3 separate regions of the Danio rerio genome follow, and all the other regions are linked to region 1. A link is a contact called in public HiCAR-type and Micro-C data. All regions are on one chromosome and are shown on one strand. Each heading gives the region's core, a stretch centred on a gene start, on an enhancer-like site or on the middle of the called end of the contact. The rest is flanking DNA. Distances are from core to core; before and after follow the strand shown.

Region 1 (3,489 bases), core at 396-2,895:
TTTCATTCTTAAATTTATTAAAATGCTCACAAAAACATGCATATTATAAACTTTCACTCCATCATGGTTAAACTCTCCAGTGGCCCAACAAACCTAATGTGTTCTGAACAGTCTCTCCTAGTCAACTATATATCTCAACATTGCACACTCTGCGATGTGACTATTTCGCGCACACACATTGCAATAGCTATGCACTAAAATGCTCCAAAACAGAAATACATATCTTCTTTTACCAACAATTACCTTGTTTGAGCCTATCATGTGAGCTTCTATGACTGCCAAAAACACTGCAGACTGCCTTTGAACTTCTACATATAATGCTTAAACATCAAGACCGTAAAATTGGACAAATATTGGGCAGTGTATTCCAGCTAAAAACACTGAATATTTTTCATAACTAAAAAACGAAACGAACACCACCATGAATATGCATAACAAACCACTGTCTGTGTGAATGAAATGGTCTTACCTCCCTCATGTTCTTCTCATCTCCAGAACAAAGCATACGTTTGAGAAGGTCATGGGGCTGAGCCTGCTTGAGCCTGTGGACTTCTGCATTACTTCCAACATGACTTCCAGTGGCCATAATAATGGACTCTAGAGTACAATGGAAAAATATATATATTTGGCACAGGGCAGGATACATGGTGTTGTTAAAGCAAACAGCTGCAGTTTGTTTGCTCAAAGCCTCAATTGTATAGCTTCTCTTTTAGAGTGTATGACAACAATCAGTTTCTCAATAAAACTAGTCAAATGATCTTTATTAAAGTAATAACATTAAGAATGAAACAATGTTTTCGTTAGATTTACCACAAAATAAAAGAAAAAGGTTTTGATCACAAAAAATCCGAAAGGGTTGCTGGAAGGTTGTTATTTGGTTGCCAAAAAGCAAGACGGGAACATATGCTAAGGTTCTATACTCGTTAATACCCTTTAATTAGGACTGGGTTTCATTATCTTAATATAAACTTATACTAAAAAATACTATATATACAAACATGTTATATTATTCGTGTCTTGCAAATAACCCATAGTTCGTTATCAGATACAAATAGGATGCTCTGTATTTTCAAACGGACGTCTTACCCATAGGGTCTTACCACGTAGCACGTTACGCTGAGTCAGAGGAAGAGGGTGAATCTACGAACCGGTTCAATTAAATCCAACTTAAATATTTCAAATTAATAAGCTAGCATTCCTAGTAAACGTCTAGACATCTGTCAGACGGAGCTTTAGGCCTCCAGTGATGTGACGTTGTTGTTTAGGTGTAGGGTTTGTTAGCGCTAGCGAGCTAATTAAGCCAACCACACTTTACCGTACAGTCGCCAATCTTTAACTAACTTAAATTGCAAAAGACAAAACTAGAGATTACTCGACACTCACACAGTGGTCCCTATATCAAAGCAGGTGATGAAAACACACGAGATAGCTAGCTGATAAGCAAACAAGTCTAGCTAATCACCTGCTAGCAAACAAGGACTTAGCACGTACACAACATATAACTTGTTAAACGTTGCCAGCCCAGCGTATTTCGTAAACACCCACCATAGCATTGTGTAAAGTTGTCTGTGCATCCTAGAGCACGTTATATATCCGAGAGTGTGTCCACGCGCAACCAGGAAGAAACGGGAATTTGAGTGGATTTCAGAGGAAAGGAAGGACCATTCAAATAAATACAAACTTGAAATGCTGGGATGGGTGAAGCAGCAGGATTGAAGGTTTAGCGACATCTGGTGGGGCACAATGAATCAGCTTCCTTTTGGAAAGCTAACATTTGTTTGAAGTATTTTTAGAAGCAACATCTTTCCAAACTATAGCTTTATGTAATTAAAGTTAATAATAATACAACAGAAAAGAAAAGAAAAATTTTTATTAACTGTAAATTTACAGACTTACGCAACATGGTGGCTCACTGGTTAGCACCACAGCAAGAAGGTTACTGGTTCGAGTCCCGACTGGGTCAGTTGGCATTTCTTTGTGGAGTTTGCATGTTCTCCCTGTGTTCGCATAGGTATCCTTAGGTTGCTCCGGTTTGCCCCACAGTCAAAAGACATGCGGTACAGGTGAACTGAATAAACTAAATTGGCTGTAAAGTGTATGTGTGTGAATGAGTGTGTATACAGATGTTTCCTACTACTGTGTTGCAGCTGGAAGGGCATCCGCTGTGTAAAACATATGAAAGTTGGCGGTTCATTCTGTTGTGGCGACCCCTGATAAATAAAGGTACTAGGCTGAAGGAAAATGAATAATAAATATCCAGATTTATCTTAACTATTTCAAACTTTTTTAACACATTAACTGTAAATGAGTGTTCTCAACCCATTTGACAACAATAATAATAATAAAAAACAAAATAATAAAATAAATAAATAAACAAATCAAGGTTCTTTATTGGCTTAGAAGTGTCAGAAAACCTTTTATTTTACAAAAGTTTCTTTGATCAGTTTTGTTTAGATTACAACCCCAAAATATTTATAAGGCCTCCACCATTCCACCATATACAATGCAATATAATTTTTCATTGATTTAGTTTTTTGTATTTGTAGAAAAGCAATTTACAAGCAATTTCTGACTGACTTTTTTATGTGCCTTTATGTGACTTTTTTGGAGCAGGCAAAAGATCATTCTCTGATTTTTTTATTTATCTTACTGTGGCCCTCCATGGAGGTTTGCTAAGTGCTTGACATCACTGGTTTTGATGATCAAACCTACTCACAGTGATAAAGAACAGAAATGTACTCAAGGAAGATGAAAAAGTTACAAATAAAGGGTCCTTAGTTATCACTAATTACACTTTAATCTACAGGAAAAACCTTGTTAGAATGGATGTTTGTTAGCTTAAGATCCTTTAGCATCTCATGACCTTAAGTTCAAAGAAGTTAAGAAAGGTGATAACAATCAATCGGCGCTGATGTGATCATTAGGTCCTGAAAAACTTCATGAAACCACAAACTGTAATAAAGGGACACAGAGATTCATTTATTTTTCTTCAGGGGTCACCACAGCGGAATAAACCGCCAACTTATCCAGTATATGTTTTACACAGTGGATGCCCTTCCAGCTGCAACCCAGTACTATGAAACCTCCATATACCCTCATTCACACACATACACTATAGACAAGCGATGTAGGGGTGCAGTAGGTAGTGCTGTCACCTCACAGCAAGATGGTCGCTGGTTCGAACCTTGGCTCAGTTGGCATTTCTGTGTGGAGTTTGCATGTTCTCCCTGCGTTTGTGTGGGTTTCCTCCGGGTGCTCCGGTATCACCCACAGTCCAAAGACATGCAGTACAGGTGAATTGGGTAGACTAAATTGTCCGTAGTGTATGAATGTGTGTGTGTGTGTGTGTGTGTGTGTGTGGATGTTTCCCAGAGATGGGTTGCGACTCGTAGGGCATCCGCTGCGTAAAAACGTGCTGGATAAGTTGGTGGTTCAGCGAAATGGCCCAGGACTCGAACCAGCAACCTTCTTGCTGTGAGGCTGACTCAT
Region 2 (3,108 bases), core at 421-2,920, 160 kb after region 1:
ATATATAAAACGATATATATATATATATATATATATATATATATATATATATATATATATATATATATATATATATATATATATTGTACCTGCTGCAATATGAGTGTATATAGTATATAAACACTATATATATATATAAAAAATATAAAATACTAAAATATAAAATACTATATATAAAAAAATATATTTTTAATGCTTGTTCAAACTATTTATTTAAAATGAGCTGAATCAACACAATTATTGAGTTATTTTTAATAACTTGTTTTACGTTCAATTCACTTAAATTTGATAAAACATTTAAGTTAACATAATTGATTTTTGTTAGGACAACTTAAAAGAATTGTGTGGAACCCAGCATTTTAACAGTGAGATGTGAAGACTATACTATATGTCAAAAGTCCTAGTGTAGCAGTACTGTCATATCTACTTCACATACAATTCTAGAAATTTAGTTTGTATGATTAATATCTTTTACATTTCTATTTTCATTGTAGTAGCTTTTAGGATAATACCATGTTTTTGATAGTGTTGTTTAGTTACCTTTTATATAACCATCATCCCAAATGGTTAAACTATGCTTAGTGTAGTTGGTTACCACGTGTACTTGTACATGGTTTGGCTATAATGAATTTTCATAAGGATATGTGAAGAGTTCAGATGCAAACACCTGTAAGCGCCATCTGATTTTTTTCTCCTAAAATTAGCATTTTTCAAATGTAAAAGTTGAGTAATTTTCCTTTTATGTCAATTAATATTCTATTTTCATTGCATTTTATATGAAATTAGTGTATATAAATATAGAAGTTTCAAAAAATTATAATTTTGAAAATTTTAAGATGAAACTTTGAGGTTTTTGCATCTTAACTCTTCATATATGTTTTAGGGGAGTTTTTAACTTGACACTCCTGACAACATAAAAAGTGCTGAAGTTAAACTATTTTTAATGCTAAAAAAAAAAATAAAATAAAAAAAAAAATATATATATATATATATATATATATATATATATATATATATATATATATATATATATATATATATATATATATATATATAGCATTTAGCTGATTTAACATTAAATCAACATTAGAAATCCTTTAGAGAACCAGGTGCTCAAATAACCATAGATCGGCCTCTAGCGGAGACGCGCCTTACTGCAGCAGTTACTTCACAGGCATCCCATTAGATGCTGTGAATGGCAGATACACCGTACTTAAATATAAACACTTTCTTTAAAAAAATAAATAAATAAATAAGATACAAGAAAAAGTGACGCTTGACCATGAAAACATACTTTGAACCATTTATTATAGATTGAGTGAAATGAAAATACAATAGCTAAGACAAGGAACGGAATAGACCGAATCCTCAGTGACAAGAAATAACTGACATTACTAAATGATCAAACAAAAAGCAGTGCGACGAAAATAATCAGCACTGCGGCAAATAAAACGGAACTAAACGGAAGCAGCAGTCATAAAAAGCAAAAGTATGTTTATGGAATGTGGTGGCTGGAATTTGTGCGTTTTTCCCTCGTGTGTAAGTCAGACAAACGCTCTGTGAGGTAACGCAAGCTCGTCCCTTTTCCCTTTCAGCATCTGATTGGAGGAGACGCGCGCTCAGGAATGCCATGAAACTATTTAAATAGCACTTTGCTCTCTTTGGAAATAGTTAGATTGACCACTGTAACTACTACAGCAAAGCAACATCGAATGCTGTAGATCGCGACTAAAAAGGAAAATTATTTCTTATACGACCTTTGATTGACGCATCTTAGGAATAATATCACTTTTCCCTGGATTTGCTGCTGTTTTAAACTCTTGGAAGGTGCGTTTAAGTTTTTTTTAAACCTTTGATTGATCAGACCTGTTTGAGGGTACGTTTGGCTCATTTTTAAATAACTTTTGCCTTTATTTGTGATTTCTGATAGGTTAAAGAATAAGTGATAAAATGAAGTCAACTGCAATCTTTTTGCTACTGATGCTTTGGAACTGCGAGAGCGCGAGAGTCGCAGGTGAGCGATGATTCTTGAGCTGGTGCCGTTCAGTGATTGGGACTGCTCCAGTCCTGTGGTTAAAAGAACAACTAGCTGTTAAATATTACAAAATTACTAGCCATTTGGTTATTATGCCAAAATATACTTGGGACTTGTGGGTTTATTATGTGACTTTTTAGCATCGGAAAAAAATATTTTAAGAAATATTTAAACTAAAAATAAGAATGTCTATTTTAAGTTTAACATGTTTATATTTCTCAAAAAATTCCTCAAGTATATTTCATATAGTCACCATAAAATCCATTTAAAGAAAACAGTCTACCTATGCCTTCAGTATAATAACGTACTTTATGGAATAAAGTTTAATTTCATAAATAAAAAGTAGTTAATCACCTCATAATTCACAGTATACTTTTATAAACTAAAAACGGAACAATTTAGTCACAATTAGTACACATAAAAATATATATTTAAGTCTGCTACTTAAGTAAAAGTATTCAAATATACCTACCTGAAATACACATGCTTGTTTGTAACGATACATTATATGAGCGTATGTGACCGGTCAGTTATATTGAGTTGCTATGGGCAACGATATTTGATTCAGATAATTGACAGCTGAACTGACCAATCAGAATCAAGTACCACAGAGAGCCGCGTATCAATTTAAAAGTAATCTTTAATGTTTGATATATCCATTATAACGAGATTTATTTAACCTTCCTGATAGAGAGTCGAGACGACAACAGTGTTTACGATCTGTTCGAGCTGGTCCAAGTACCAAGGAAAAACCACGGAGTGACCCTGGTGAAAGGCGACGACCCGTACAGCCCCGCCTACAAGATCCTGAACCCCGACCTGATCCCCCCGGTCCCCGAGAGCGCCTTTAGGGACCTAATCGATTCCATTCACGCCGAGAAAGGATTTCTGCTGCTGGTTAATTTCAAGCAGTTCAAACGCACGAGGGGAAGCCTGCTGACTGTGGAGAAGAATGACGGTTCTGGACCCGTGTTTGAAATCGTTTCCAACGGGAAAGCCAACACTCTGGACATTGTTTTTTCCACCGAGAACAAGCAGCAGGTCGTGTCCATCGAGGAAGCGGACTTGGCGGT
Region 3 (3,165 bases), core at 363-2,862, 220 kb after region 1:
CCTCACTACACTATTTTCTAAGACAGCCATTAATATTTTCACACTTTTCACTCTTGTTTAAACACTCAAAGTTCAAACTTTTGTAGAAAAGTAAGTCCTGTAGCCTATTATAAAAGGAAACCATATATCAAAACCTGTTGTCAAGCGCAAACATTCATCGCTTTCAACAAAAGGTTCATAAAGCTTTTTAGCATTTGTGTGGATAATGTTGGCATCCAGCATAATGTTTTTTTTTCTGCAGTCACTGATTCACAAAACTAAAGCACACTCTACAGCAAATGCCCCGCACACATGACAGTTGGAAGTAACACACACCGGACACGCAAATTTACATGTTATCTAAAATGAAATTATTCAGATGGTGGTCTGCTCAAAATGGCGTGGCGCAGTGCACCTGGTGTGCGACCCCCTTCACAATGGTCTTGCTGCAAACAGTTACCACACTAATTGCATCTTTGTTTAAACACACATTGCTAGTGATCAAAGATTTATGTTAATTTGTCAAGCTGAAGGAATTCTGTATTGTACAGGAGACATGGAGGAGATTGATTGACAATGGTCTACAGCCAATCAAGATGCAGATCACAATGCACTGTAAAAAAAAAAGCATGTAAAATTGCACACAAAAAACTGTGAAGTCGCGAAAGGTGAACCACGTTATAGCAAAGGACCACTGTATATGTATTTTAACAATTGGATTGTATATCTTTACTGTAAAATATACAGTGACTTTCACAAAGCAACTTTTAAAATACAGTAATTTATTTCATAACTGTACTACAGTAAACTGCCGTTTAAATACTGTGTAATTTACAAAAATTGTTAACAGTGCATTTATGTGGACATTAAAACAAATCAAAACAAGACATGATGCGCCAAGTGGATCAATAAAAAAGACTCAAGATTTGTTTTTTGCATTTTGTATTTTTGCAATGAACTGTTGAAGCAAATGTACAAAACTGCAAGTGTGAACGCTCCATAATTCTCATTGCAACTAAACTTGCTCACATTTGGATTTAAAGACAATGAAAGTGTGTCTGAAAAGTGTTGTGCTCAGTACAAATTAGATTTAAGCATCAAATTTAGACCTTAAAAATGCAAGACATAGAGCAAGCAGTAAACCTGCTGAAGTTTAAAGTCAGCTCACAAACCTTTTGTTCAGTTGGAAGCTTTGAATAGGAATAAAATGATTGGTCTAAGGACTGTTCTGATCCAGCTAAAGAAAAGTCAAAAGCTAGGTAACAGCGTTTCTTAAAGTGAAGAAAAAAACTTTTTTGCTTTTACAAGCTACAGCCATAACCAAGTGCTAAATCATTCTTTTTTTTTGTAATGTTGTGTTTACTAATACCATCCGCAGTACAAAAAAATCTAGCAACATACTGAAACTAATTACAGCCAGTTAGGGTTTTATACATTGCAAATAGAAATTGAATAGGGATATTTAATACAATTTCCCTTTGTTGAATGGGGCTGGGGGTTAATGTAGGTTGTTAAGGGTCTTTTGTGCAACTTTTTATATGTGGCCCAGTAAATATGCAGTAAATGCAATGCACCAGAGGTGCCTGGCTGGCAGCATTGTAAAAGGATTTCACATGGAGAAAGTGGCTGTGTGATTGGACCAGCAGGTTGGCTGAATGGAAAGTGTGACTCACCTTGGAGGAAGTAATAATGCGAGAATGTTGGAGCTCTCAAGAAAAATGAGTTTGCTTTTATGAGACATTCAAGAACAGACAGTGAAATCGCCCTACAGAATCGCTTCTTCAGACTGAGACAACACATCATGATACCTGTAGAAACAAAATACTACTGTGTAACATGCACCGCTGACTAACTGTAGTGACCTTAGACACTACCTTGACTCAAAAGATTGACTCATAACATAACTATGCAATAAAAATTAAGAGAATATATGTGTGTTTGTGTGTGTGTGTCCTTTTTAGAATTCAATAAAATGTTCTTTTTAAAAAACGATTCACATTTACCTTTTATGAAAATTACGACTCAAGGTCTAATACATGGTGAGTGAGAGGACACCCTAATTTAAGGCCAAACTTGCCATGATAAAATGTAATAAAAATGACAATCAGTTTTTTAATCAATAATAATACGCTGAGGGTGACACGGTGGCTCAATGGTTAGCATGATCGCTTCAAAGCAAAAAAGCCGCTGGTCCAAGTCCCGACTAGGTCAGTTGGCATTTCTGTGTGGAGTTTGCATGCATGTTGGCGTGGGTTTTCTCCGGGGTGCTCCCGTTTTTCTCCACAGTCCAAAACATCCAGTACAGGTGAATTGAATTAGCTAAACTGGCCGTAGTGTATGTGTGTAAATGTGAGTGTGTATGGATGTTTTCCAGTGCTGGGTTGCAGCTAGAAGGGTATCCGCTGTGTAAAACATATGCCGGATAGATTGGTGGTTTATTTCTCTGTGGCGACCCCTGAAAAATAAAGGGACTAAGCTGAAGGAAAATTAAAGAATGAATGAATGAATACACTGAAGTGATTTATGTTGATAATAGTGCCTACAAAAAATCTAAATTAACCAGTTTTCTCTAACTTCAAATAAACAGATGCTAACTTTGTTAAAAACTCAAGAAAAAAAAGAGAAAGGTTTGTATAAGAATGAGGTCACTCACTTTTTTGTTTTGACTCTTATTAGATTATTCCCATCTGTCAGTATCGTGACAGCCTTATTGGAATTGGCGCTTTTGTGCTTCTGATTGGCTTCTGCTAATGGAGCAGTGCTAAAGAAAACTGGGCCAAAGAGACATAGCGTAAATCACTTGGCAGCCTAAAAGACCGTGACTTTTGTTAGCCTGTTTTGTTGTTGTTTCTGCATAATCCAGAGCTCAGTACATCATATTGATACCACACTTAACCAACATTTAGATTTTTTGTTTCATAACTAACTGCTGAATGATTGGACAGCATTTTGAATTGAAAATTATATAATCATCTTTCGTTTGCTGCACACAAAACATGCCAGATCTTGTGTGCCGTGGATTGCAACACAACTTGGTTCTTTTTTTTTTTTGCATAACTGCAGTTCATATTGGGTAAATGACAGCTCTTGCCCTTAGTAGATATGTTAAGATGAAAGGGTGATATTATCCTAAGAGTCTAACCTGCTTAATGTCCATCCTTAGTCTACGTTTTATCTAGTTTAAGC

What was found. Hi-C and Micro-C count contacts between places; a contact is called where the count stands out from the background. HiCAR-type assays count read pairs that join an accessible place to other places.
Region 2: a HiCAR-type map of caudal fin shows a contact between it and region 1, with 8 times the contacts expected there. The contact joins the promoter of thbs1b here to the promoter of katnbl1 in region 1. A contact is called at or near these places in 5 of 18 Hi-C or Micro-C datasets (caudal fin, fibroblasts, hematopoietic stem cells and 2 more) and 2 of 4 datasets of contacts at active chromatin or transcription factors (caudal fin and embryo).
Region 3: a Micro-C map of caudal fin shows a contact between it and region 1, with 14 times the contacts expected there. The contact joins the enhancer-like site here to the promoter of katnbl1 in region 1. A contact is called at or near these places in 2 of 18 Hi-C or Micro-C datasets (caudal fin and an unstated tissue) and 1 of 4 datasets of contacts at active chromatin or transcription factors (caudal fin).

What each region holds. Positions count from the first base shown.
Region 1 is chr20:31,944,446-31,947,934 of GRCz12tu, reverse strand. It overlaps katnbl1 (katanin p80 subunit B-like 1), which reads right to left and starts at 1,645. Exons shown (of 10, transcript NM_001006019.2): 1 at 1,546-1,645; 2 at 470-597. The coding sequence starts at 586.
Region 2 is chr20:31,787,010-31,790,117 of GRCz12tu, reverse strand. thbs1b (thrombospondin 1b) reads left to right here and starts at 1,670. Exons shown (of 23, transcript XM_685303.11): 1 at 1,670-1,827; 2 at 1,931-2,014; 3 at 2,727-3,108. The coding sequence starts at 1,951.
Region 3 is chr20:31,725,813-31,728,977 of GRCz12tu, reverse strand. No RefSeq gene overlaps it. Among named protein-coding and RNA genes, the nearest start is that of gpr176, 30 kb to the right of the region's middle. Within about 2 kb of position 1,612, at least 2 of the 62 cell types and tissues checked have an H3K27ac peak or open chromatin away from gene starts, as enhancers often do. A contact at or near this core is called in caudal fin, where this site is marked.